Linked DNA regions of Danio rerio: region 2 is linked to region 1. Evidence: chromatin contacts called from public HiChIP or PLAC-seq data. All regions are on one chromosome and are shown on one strand. The core of a region is the stretch at or near the end of the contact, and the rest is flanking DNA. Distances in the headings are between cores, read along the strand shown.

What was found. HiChIP or PLAC-seq counts read pairs in DNA pulled down with a chosen protein or histone mark.
Region 2: an H3K4me3 HiChIP or PLAC-seq map of gastrula embryo shows a contact between it and region 1, with 3 times the contacts expected there. The contact joins the promoter of si:ch211-195b21.5 here to the promoter of ltbp1 in region 1. A contact is called at or near these places in 2 of 4 datasets of contacts at active chromatin or transcription factors (embryo and gastrula embryo).

What each region holds. Positions count from the first base shown.
Region 1 is chr17:24,277,888-24,283,484 of GRCz12tu, reverse strand. It overlaps ltbp1 (latent transforming growth factor beta binding protein 1), which reads right to left and starts at 3,204. Exons shown (of 29, transcript XM_073928505.1): 1 at 2,527-3,204; 2 at 1,466-1,536. The coding sequence starts at 2,849.
Region 2 is chr17:24,538,984-24,544,580 of GRCz12tu, reverse strand. si:ch211-195b21.5 reads right to left here and starts at 2,600. Exons shown (of 8, transcript XM_001922576.7): 1 at 2,266-2,600; 2 at 1,638-1,771. The coding sequence starts at 2,481. It overlaps fam98a (family with sequence similarity 98 member A), which reads left to right and starts at 3,300. Exons shown (of 8, transcript XM_021474366.3): 1 at 3,300-3,403; 2 at 4,136-4,284; 3 at 4,407-4,541. The coding sequence starts at 3,363.

The DNA of each region.
Region 1 (5,597 bases), core at 1,955-4,454:
TCGCTGTAATTTATTACAAACATGTACTGTTTTAAAAACATTTTAAACTTTGAATACTCATTCTTAAACACATTTGACGATGATTGATGATCACAGCCAGCTCAACAGATCTTTTGATCCCAGTTGCTTTGCGCACGTCCTGTCTTGTTGATATGATTATACGCGTTACTATGAAGACATGTTTATATGTGGCTGTGAATCAATTCGGTGGGTGGGGAAACGGCACTCCTACGTCATGGTGCAGTGGGCCTCAAAATGGGAGGGATTTGGATCCTATTTTAACATCAGGAAATTGTAAAAAAAAAAGTGACTTACTGTCTTAAATTTACCCCAAAACTAGTGTGGACACACTATACCTACACACAGTTCTGCCCAAACAGCTTACAAAAGATGATTTTCATCATAGATGCTCTTTAGGATCAGCCATTGTGACTCAAAGGAGTCAAGACATCCGGTCTCATTTACTTACAACCATTTTTAGCAAAACAAAAGAAAACAACTTATGTTTATATAAAAACTCATAATATATTTGATTGCCAATTGACAAGCAGAAATTAAATAAAATGGCATGGACAAAAAAGACAAACCATAACAAATATTGCAACGAAAAACAATGTGATAAGCAAAAATAAAATGATCAAAATTCATGGTTCCATGACTTGAAAAATTTTTTATATATATATATATATATATATATATATATATATATATATATATATATATATATATATATATATATATATATATATATATATAAATTCTCTGACTTTCAATGCCTGAATAAACCTTTTAAAAATTGGTGATATTCCAGAAACACCATTACCCTAGGAAGCCTTGAATGACGTATGTCCAGACACAAACTCACAAGTAGGCTGAAGCTGTTTGTTTAAAAAGGAGAGTAAAAATGCTAGTTTTGTATTAATCATCAGAATTTGACATACTTGTGGTTACTCTTTCCTCTTTCTTTCTTGTATTTAGCACACATTTATATCCAGAGGGATATTTTTCAACAACATACTGCAGTTAAGGCTATGGAGCAAGACATAATTGAATGTCTTGCTCAAAAGCACATAACACAGGTTCTAAGCCAAAGGGACATCAGTGCAAGTCCAAACCCTCAGTCAGTGATCAGTAAATGATGAGAATCAGAGTTGGAAACTTCATGATTCTTCCTAAATAGGATGAATGGAAGCAGCAATGTTTGTGTTAGAAGACTAACCAAACTTAATCCACTCTTCAACACTATTAAATTCAACTAATTTTGTTGACATTCTTAGAATAATTGATTTCATGTGAGACCCACAGTCCTTTGGAAACAATATTAAACTGAAGTGTTTTTGAACTTATTTTTGAGGGTGATGAAGGGCTTTCTCTTGTCCAAGAAAGATTTTAGAATAGTTTTAGTGCAGAAATAAGGCCTGAGAAAATGCAAGCACATGCATGACACAAAATCATCATAACTCACGTTTAGTGCAGCGCTGAGATCCTGGGGTCTTGCTCCAACCAACACAGCACTGCCCCCCACAGACGTTCACTCTGCAATGACATCAAAAGTCACAATCACACACAAACTGAATGGACCTACTAACCTTACTGTAACCCCCCGGTCAATCTCCTCGGCCACCCAGAGCGGTTTCTGACGTAAGTCTGCTGTCACTAGTGGCATGAGGGCCCGGGGCCAAAGCTGGTGGAGGCTCCAATATAATCAGTCCTCTTATTCCCACTGTACTACTTCATACTGTACTTCATAGTAAAGTGACAGAAAATATGAAGAAATACAGGCTGGGATACACTTGTTACTCAGTGTGATTGTAGGGAATGTAAAAAAAAAACTTTGTAAATGGCCTCCCGAAACTTTTTAAGGGGCATCGAGTTCATTACTAGGGGAGCCGGTAGCCTACATTTAAACTGGCTCGCGTGGCTTACTGAAACAACAGATGTTACTGTGCTTTTTAAAAGGTTACGACTCGCTGTAGACTGGATGACTTATCAAATTTATTGCTACTTAATGTCATGTGGCTGCTAACACATCATTGGCAATAAGGCTCCAAATCTCTAATGGAACAGTAAAATCATTAGTTGACTCTTTCTAAAAGTTTCAAAGCATGCATGACTTTTAAGAATATTACTGTGGTATCTTCAGTAAAGATAACTAAACTCACTATGAACTTTCTTATGATGTTGTGTTGCAGAGGTTAATTTTTGCATTTATTTCATTCAACCCTAAACTACCATCAGCCCAGTTTTCAACGAGTACAAGTCTAAAAAAAAAAAAAAAAAAAAAACAATTATTCATAGTTTGAAAGTTTGTGTATTTGTTAAGTGACTGCAAAACAACTTTGCATAAAGCACTGATAATAGAAATCCCTGCTCATTCATTCTGTATTTGCATGTTTTGAACTGTTATTCGTGCCTATTATGGTCAATTATTTTGTCAAATAATCAAGATCGTTTGTTAAAATATATAATGAAGCTAAAACATCCTAAATGAAGTGTTAAATACTTTATACTCGGCTCTGTTCTTACCCTGACACTTTCATGTGATGGCTGGATGTGTGTCGGCCAGACTGCGCGTCCTGGCGGATCGGAATGCTCGGGTTCTGCTGGTGACCCATTCTGCGGGTCCGGACCTGGCCACCGAAGCTGGCTTTCAGCTCCACATTGTATGAGTGTGGCTGTCCCGACGCTCCCGAGAGCGATGAAATGGAGCTCACGTGAACCCCGTCTGTACCGCTCGGTCCCGGTTGCACAACGTACAGTTTCCTGAAGCCGCTCTGATCCGCCGAAAGAAAAGCCGGAGAAATTAATAACGTAACAGAAACAATGATGTCCCACACGAGCATAGCCATATCCTTTAGCAGTCAAAGTGTTGGGGAAGTTTGAAAGAAAGCCTCTGTACTATAAATATACACTATAGATAGAAAGATACCAAAATAAAACTATAGAAGCGCAGCTCCACTGTGTCGCGTGTGAAGCAGTTGTAAACCCTCGCGCGCTGTCATCTATTCGCCATAAGAAAACACTTAGAGGCAAACATAACTTAGAAGAGGGGGAAAATGCTTGGAGTTAAAGAAAATTTCAAAGCACGAAACGGAAATCGGGGAAAACGGGAGTCAAGGCGGCGAGAGAGCTCGCGTGCGCGCGGTTTGAGCTCGAGCAGAAGTTTGAAAAGTCTTGGAAAACTTTGAGCGCGTGTGAGTGTGCAAGGGCAGGAGTTTGTGCTCGAACTCCATATAGCCAATCTCCTGCAGACATGACGTCAGGGATGGAGCTCTTATTGGAACACACATGTGGGGCTGAACCTTTATACCAGAGTCAAAAAAAAAGTTTGTGTATATAAATTGTGCATACTTATGAATTTGAAGGTGGGGGTCGTTTGTAAAAAAAAAAAAAAAAAAAAAAAAAAGTCTGATACTGTAAATGCAGCCATCATAAGTCAAGCTTGTCACATAGAGTGCAAGCATCAGCTGCACACCTCTTTTTGGAGGAAAAAGTGTTATATATAGTTCAGAATTGGACATGAACTTGAACATTTCCCAGAGATGGGTTGCGGCTGGAAGGGGATGTGCTACGTAAAAACTTGCTGTATAAGTTGGCAGTTCATTCTGCTGTGGCGACCCCGGATTAATAAAGGGACCAAGCTGGCCAGAAAATGAATGAATGAATGAATGAATGAATGAATGAATGAATGAATGAACGAATTAACTTTAACAATATTAGTACAAAACTAAACAAAAATCCTATTACAATTTTACAGTGTGCATGAATGCAACCTATACTGTGATAACGGCAGCACTGTGATTAAGATGGAGCTCATGTAAACAGAAAACCACAATTATGCACATAATTAGTAAAAGCGTGATCACAGTATGCTTTAACCACATATATCCCACTCAAACCAAAATGTCAAGATGTGAAAGAGAAAAGACTACACTTTGGGCTCAGGAGTTATTAAAGTGATTGAAATCTAATGTACGGTAAAGTATTACACTTTTTATTTTGTTTGACAGCATCCCAGAACATTAAGGACAAATTGATGGTTAAAAATATAGGTGGAAAAAATATGTAATTTTTTATTCAATGTACTAAAGGCTAAAAAGAATTTGAATGGGCTTTGCATGTAATGTAACTATTCTGTTGGCCTGACCTGCCATGGTGGTTGGATTTAGAGAGGTTTTTCGACTTTTAAACTGTCAAAAAATAAATAAATTCAACTGACAGCCACCAGCTTGGCCAAGTTAAAAGATCAGAAAACAATCTTGGCCTTTTTTAGATGGATTGTTTTATGACAAGGCCTATTTATACCAGAGCACAATTATATGTGTATTTCCTAGCAAAAAAGGATTTACCAGCTTGAAAATCCTCCAGCTTAATACTTACAGGGAAATTTCTTCTTGCCTTTCATTTTTGGTTGAAGTACCTGTTTAAAATTAAAGATTCTTCATTGGCATTAAGTGTATGGTTCCACAAAGAACTTATACTATCCCACCGTTTACTACCATTGAACAATTTAATTTCCCCCTAAAATATTTAAATTTTTAAAAATGTTCTTTATTCTTATAAAAAAAAGGTATTTTAAGAAATGTTCACTGAAGAGTTCTTTAGGAAACCCAAAATGGATCACTGCGAAACTCTTTATGAAACTTATATTATTAATAGCGTTGAGTGTGTTGTGACATCCTAAACCAGCTAAGTCCATCTTTAAGAGGCTCTCTTTTTTTTTTTCAGCACTCCCCAGCTGTTTCAACACTATTAAAACAGAACCCTTGATTTATTCTGCTGATTTACTCATTAAAGTGATCCTTGTTGTTCAGCGCAGTTATGTAATCCAAATGACTTTCTCCCTACAGCATGCCTGACTGCTTACCAGCTCTAAATCTGACTTTGACAGTCTTCTGCCCATGAACGGGGACCCTATGGCCTCCCTACACGTCGAAAACCGGATCCTATTAATACATGGAACATCCACACGCAGCCTCCACACACAAATAGATGAACATGCCTCCATTCTTTCACATGCTCACAATTGCCTAAACTTAGCCGAAAGTCGCTGTCCTCCTACAGATGCTTGTTATCTGGATAAGCAGGATGTCTTTACAGCATTACTGAAAGGTGACTCAGAAACTTCCTTAGATCAAGACCATTTTAGGCCCAGACTAAGCTCGGCCCATTCTAGGACATGAGTGGGTGAGACAGACAAGGAATACCATTCCTCATCAGCTTCAGAGTATTTGGAAGAGGACCTCAGACTGATTTATTGATTGCATGAGATCATCCTTCAGGAGAACCCAGTGTTTTGGTGAACATTGTTAACGGGTGTTAAACAGAATGTTCTTGTGATTTACATGCACAAACACTCTCTTCTGTGAGGAATACTACCAAACTAGAGTTATGTTTTAATCAATTCATGATCTCTAATTAAATAAAAAGACAGTTCCTGCCTCAGCTGCCAGGTCTAATGGCTGGAGCTGAAACGGGGATTCAGTTAAGGAACAGAGAGACAGTGCTGTCATAAAGCTATTCTTGGGTCACCGCTATTTATAGTTTAAAAATAATGACCATCATAACTAAAAGAGAAGAGCAGGACTGAGAGAGAG
Region 2 (5,597 bases), core at 1,351-3,850, 260 kb before region 1:
CCGCACTTGTATTTGTAAACATAGAAGGGGTTCAGGCTTTTGCTTTATGGTTTCACTTTTGTTTAAAGCTTTAACATTCATGCAGCTGTTTTGCCCCAGAAACATCTTAAGGCAGAAACACGAACCGCAGCTAAATGTTTACACATTTGACTACACTGCAAATTCTGTGGATGGAGAAGTGTTCTGATTAACTTTGATAAAAACAAATGGAGAAACACTTTCGCATGTCAAAATGTACATAATGTGTGTATGTGCTGACGCTCACCGAAGTACTTCTTTACGCGTCAAACAACTGAAGCAGCTTAAAAGTAAATTCACAGCATTTTTTTATAAGCATTTTATCTATAGATTTTCCACAGTTGGCATTAATCACAACAAAGAAACGTTATCTGACTAACATCTAGCAGCTAAATGTGTCTGGAAAAGATTCAAAGGCTTTTATTTTCAGAAACAGCGTGGATGTGAATGAGTCTGAATGTTCTGATTGGCTAGAGTCATGTCAGCGCGTTCTAGATGTGAACGCGCTCTTTGCGGCAATTTTCCTCCTGCCTTTACACAGAGCAGCAGTCCAGCAAACTACCTGTAATGTTTCAACTTCTCTTTCCAGGAACTTGCCGGAACAAATTTAATAATATTTTCAAAAAGGGCCTGTTCACACAAATGTGAAAGGGGCTAGTGATAGAGCCAATTGATAGATGGGGATGATTGGGAGGCCATGATGAATAAGGGCTGATGGAGGGAATATGGCCAGGACACCTGGGTTACATCCCTACTTTTTTTACACCTAAAAAGTGCCATGGGATTTTTAATAACCACAGAGAGTCAAGACCTCAGTTTGACATCTCACCTGAAAGAAGAATTACATGGTTAGTTTTATGGAAATGCACTGAAGTTGCGCTTACTGACAGCATAGCCTCCCCTTCACTATACTGGGGTACTCACACAACCCCCTGCTGGCTACTAACACCACTTCCAACAGCAACCTAGTTTTCCCATGTGGTCTTCCATCCAGGTACTGACCGGGTGCAGCCCTGCTTAGCTTCAGTGAGTAACCTCTTTTGGGCTGCGGGGTGATAAGGCTGAGGCTATATTTAATGGAAAGAAAATGTAGATTGCTCAGGGGTACATATTATTCATTCATTCATTCATTTTTTTTTCAGCGTAGTCCCTTTATTAATCTGGGGTCGCCACATCGGAATGAACCGCCAACTTCTCCAGCACGCTTTGCACAGCGGATGCCCTTCCAGCTGCAACCCATCACTGGGAAACATCCATACACACTCATTCACACCTACACACTACAGACAATTTAGCCTACCTTATTCACCTATAGCGCATGTCTTTGGACTGTGTGAGAAAACGAAGCACAAAATGCAGCAACTAAAATGTCACTTAGTGTATAATAGTTTATACATCAAATCATCATCTTGTCTGGCATTTTAGGGCCACAATAACATATTAAAATGTTTATTAAAAGTCTATCACATTGCAACATTAGAGTACAGTTTATACGGCTTTAATAATTTATTTTTATTTGATCCTTTTTGATCTTTTGCCCTTGACCCACATACAGTTGTGTGACACAAATTGATCTCACTTTAAACAAACTTTGACTCTACTTTTTTCTCCAATCATACCTGACTTCTTGGTTTTGCTCATCCAGACTTTTAGTTGACCAGTTTTGTGTGGACTGACCAAGCAAAAGCTGATTTGATGGTGTGATCATCGTGGAACCGCTCTGGTCAGTAGTGAGACCACCAAAGGGTCGGTTCTGCAGTGGAGAAAGAGCAACATAAAAAATATCTGTCATTAATAATAATCCTGTGAATGTGTTATTCAAGTAAAACATAGGCCATTGATTGACCTATAGTAGAAAGCCATGAAACCACAATGCATTTTATTCTCTTTAAATCTAAAAAAAAAAATAACGTTACCGCCAAATTACTTTTAACAAAAGTAAATCAGCATATAAGGTTAAATTAATTACTGAGATGCTAAACAATCCTTAAACTCATTTTTAATCACATGACATCACACTCATTGATTGCATGTCAAGTTCCACATACAATACCGAAATCATTGAACTATTATTTCGTGCACCGCTATCAAAATGCATATCTTGCATTAAATCCATAAATATACATGACATAGATATAATAAAACATATTTTAAAAGACGTAACGTACATCCGGTATTTCTATCAGCTCGATCTGTGGGACAAATAAGTGCAGGTTGTTTTTATGAATGCACAGTAAAAACTCGCACCTCGTAGAATGAATCTCTGTTGTAGTTTTCATTGCCTGGTCCGTACGGGCGTCCCGGAGGGGGAATAGGCTGCGGACTGCAGTATCGAGGCCCCGGAGGAGGAACCCCAAAAGGAGGACAGAACGGCGGAGGTCCGAAAGGTGCTATAGGGTGTCCGAAACGTGATGGAGGTACCGGTGCCCGGTGATAGTCGGGGTTCGACGGACCTCGGTACATTTTTAAACATCAATATCTCATAGATACATGTGTTGTTGTAACGAGTTTGTTTCCATTCACTCTGAGCTATGAGCTCTTTTGGGTCTAAAATGAGTCTGAGTCCAGTCACAGCGCCGTCTGCAGGACTGGAGAAGTAACGCACATTATATAGGCGATTCAAAACAATGCCTGTTCAAAACTGTTTTGCTCACTTTACAAAGGCAAAATGACTAATTCACACAAAATTGAAACTGTTAAATTTATAATTTAGATTTTTTTGCTTAGATTCTATTAATTTTATATATTTCACTTTATTTTATTTCGAGTTTGTACAATTTCTACACTTCATCATAGACACAACAAATATTTTTCAATATTTTTTATGCCAATAATTAAATTACCCAAGATATAAGATCATCGAAAAGGTACCATTATCCTAAAGTTACATTTCATAGCACATCATTTATTTGTTTGTTTATTTACTAATTCATGTTTGTTTTTATCAAATTTTTATTTATTTATTTTGGCCTTTTTTTAAAAAACATTTATCTTGACTTTTTTCGATTTGGTTCAGGTTTTTCTGGTTTTGGATTTACATGGAAACATTGTAGTCTGCATTATTTCGTGTATATGGGTTTTTTCCGATATTTATAAAATGTCATATTAAAATACAGCTTTATTTCATGATTTAATAAATAGTTATTTGTGTTTATTTGTCTTTTTATATCTTTAGAATATCGCGTGAAACATAAACATGGATTTAGTTGTTTAGACAGAGATGGTTTAGAGTTTTAGAAATATATTCCGGCATATATTTGGTCAGCTTAAAGTGCTGAGACGAGGGCCCCATTATGCCAACCTAGCATTGCAGTCGTTACGGCTGCTAGAGGGAGTGATTCACAATGGAAGTTACTGATATTCTTGACTCTTTGGAGGACCTGGGGTATGTGAATGAAGTCCCCATTTATAATATGTGTTTCTGTTGTCTTATTAGAGGTTTATATTTTGGTTTACGGCACAAATGTGATCATTAGCACGCGTGCTCTGGTTCGCCGGGTGTTCTGCATGGTCTGACACCCAGATCCGCTTCTCTTATTCTCAACGTCTGTAGTTTACATCTGCTTTAAGCTGTTATTTTCAAACGTTTTGTAACCCTCAGTAGTCGAGATCTGTTGTATGTCAGGTCATTTCAGAGCCTGGGCTACTGGCACATGTATTTGACAGCGTGATTTCTGTGATCAATGTTCTGATTTGGGCCGTGCAGCCCTGCCCAGCAGTGCTTAAATATCTCAAATATCGCCAGCGCCAGAAATAGCCTGAATCATCATAGCCTAAACGAACACACCTCTGTCACCACTGCTGTGTCAGACGAGTTTACAAGATTATCAAGTCCATAGACTGTTCTAGAATCAGTGCAGAACTGACAAACATGGGTGGGTTTTGGATGTTTTATGTAATGTATTTTTAATGCTATTTGATGACTGTACCTAATTGCTGTATAATGTCTATTATTGACTTAACACATTCAGCTTTAGAAATCTATATCAGAGATAAGCAGTTACGTTTTGCAGTGTCACAACACTGGTCAGTTCACATTCTCCCAAATAGAAGTGCAGCATGATCCAGGAAACCCTCTCAAAATGCAAATATAGTCAAACTGAATGTGTGTTTGCAGATACCAGGGTCCACTTCTAGAGGATGGAACTCTTGAGACAGCTGTGACTGGTGGTGCTGAATCTCCAGAGTTCACCAAACTGTGTGCGTGGCTTGTGTCTGAGCTGAAACTCTACTGCAAACTAGAGGAGAATGTGCAGGCGACCAACTGTGAGTTTGATACTGCGCACATCATATACTCAATCAGACCAAAGAAGAGTCATTTAGGTTGTGTTTCTGCAGAATTAAAATATGTAGGATTTGCCTGATGGATTTGGGTGTGGTGTTTGCAGGTCCAAGCGAGGCGGAGGGGTTTCAGCTGGAGATGAGTGGTCTTTTAGCTGAGCTGTGCTGTCCGTATCCTGCTCTGACCACGGGAGAGGTCACCAAACGTCTGCTGAATGCTAACAACTGCGTCTTACTGTTAAGTATGTAAACAGCAAAAAGGTTCTGATCATTTATGTGGTTGTTTAGAACGTGGGATACATTATTTTGTGAAATGTGGTATGTTTAACTAGGGCTGCACAATTCTGGCTAAAATCAGAATCACTTTTTTTTTTTGCTTAAAATCAAGATCACAATTTTCTCAGGATTCTGTAGATGTAAAATTAAGGTTATTATGAGTAGGCTATTATGATTGTTATTTCTCAAACATGGTAAAACAACAACAATAATTTTAAGTCTTATGTGTAGGTCTACTGTTGGTTAAAATGCTACATTTTGTATAGACTTGGAATGCTGGACTTGACTAGAGTTTAAAGGGTCACGAAACACCAAAACACATTTTTTGAGCTGTTGACAGTTGTATATGTGTCCCACACTGCTAAAAACACTATAAGGACACCTATATTTCACTAAAAAGTGTAAATTGGTTGTTTTTGCATTATTTCAAGCAAATTCGTACTTCCGGTTTGAAACAAATTTTTTAAGCTGCGTCACGGTCATGACATAATAGCGTTGTATTCCAGCGTGCAGACTGGGCGTCTGTGCCAGAGTGTGTCTTATCACGTCTTCTGCACGTCTAGTTTGCTGCAGTTAAGTTTCGTTTTCAATTTCTCTCTGTGAGAGCTCAGAGTCACGTGTGGATTAACAGTGTACGTGACGCTCGACAACAATAACTTACGTGTCTAAGGAGGATTATTGTTTACCTGAGAGCTGTTCTCATCTGCAAACGCTGAGATCCGGATTCGCTTGTAGTATTCTCTTCATAAAGACGCGGCTCTAGTAGTTGCTGGTGATTGTCCTGTCTCTACAGATTTGGTAAGTGAGCGACCAGTGCTCTTTGTTTATTCAGTTTGTTCGTATCTAACAAACTATTGCACCGAGTGTAAACACGTTAGCACCACAACCAAACTTTAACCTCGTGTAGGGTTTTTACCGCATTTAGTGACCGGAATAACACACGCGGCTTTCTGACGCTACCTGCCGTGTGCATCTAAGTTTCCGGGAAATGCAGAGGGTTTTTATTCTCTCACTCGCCGTGC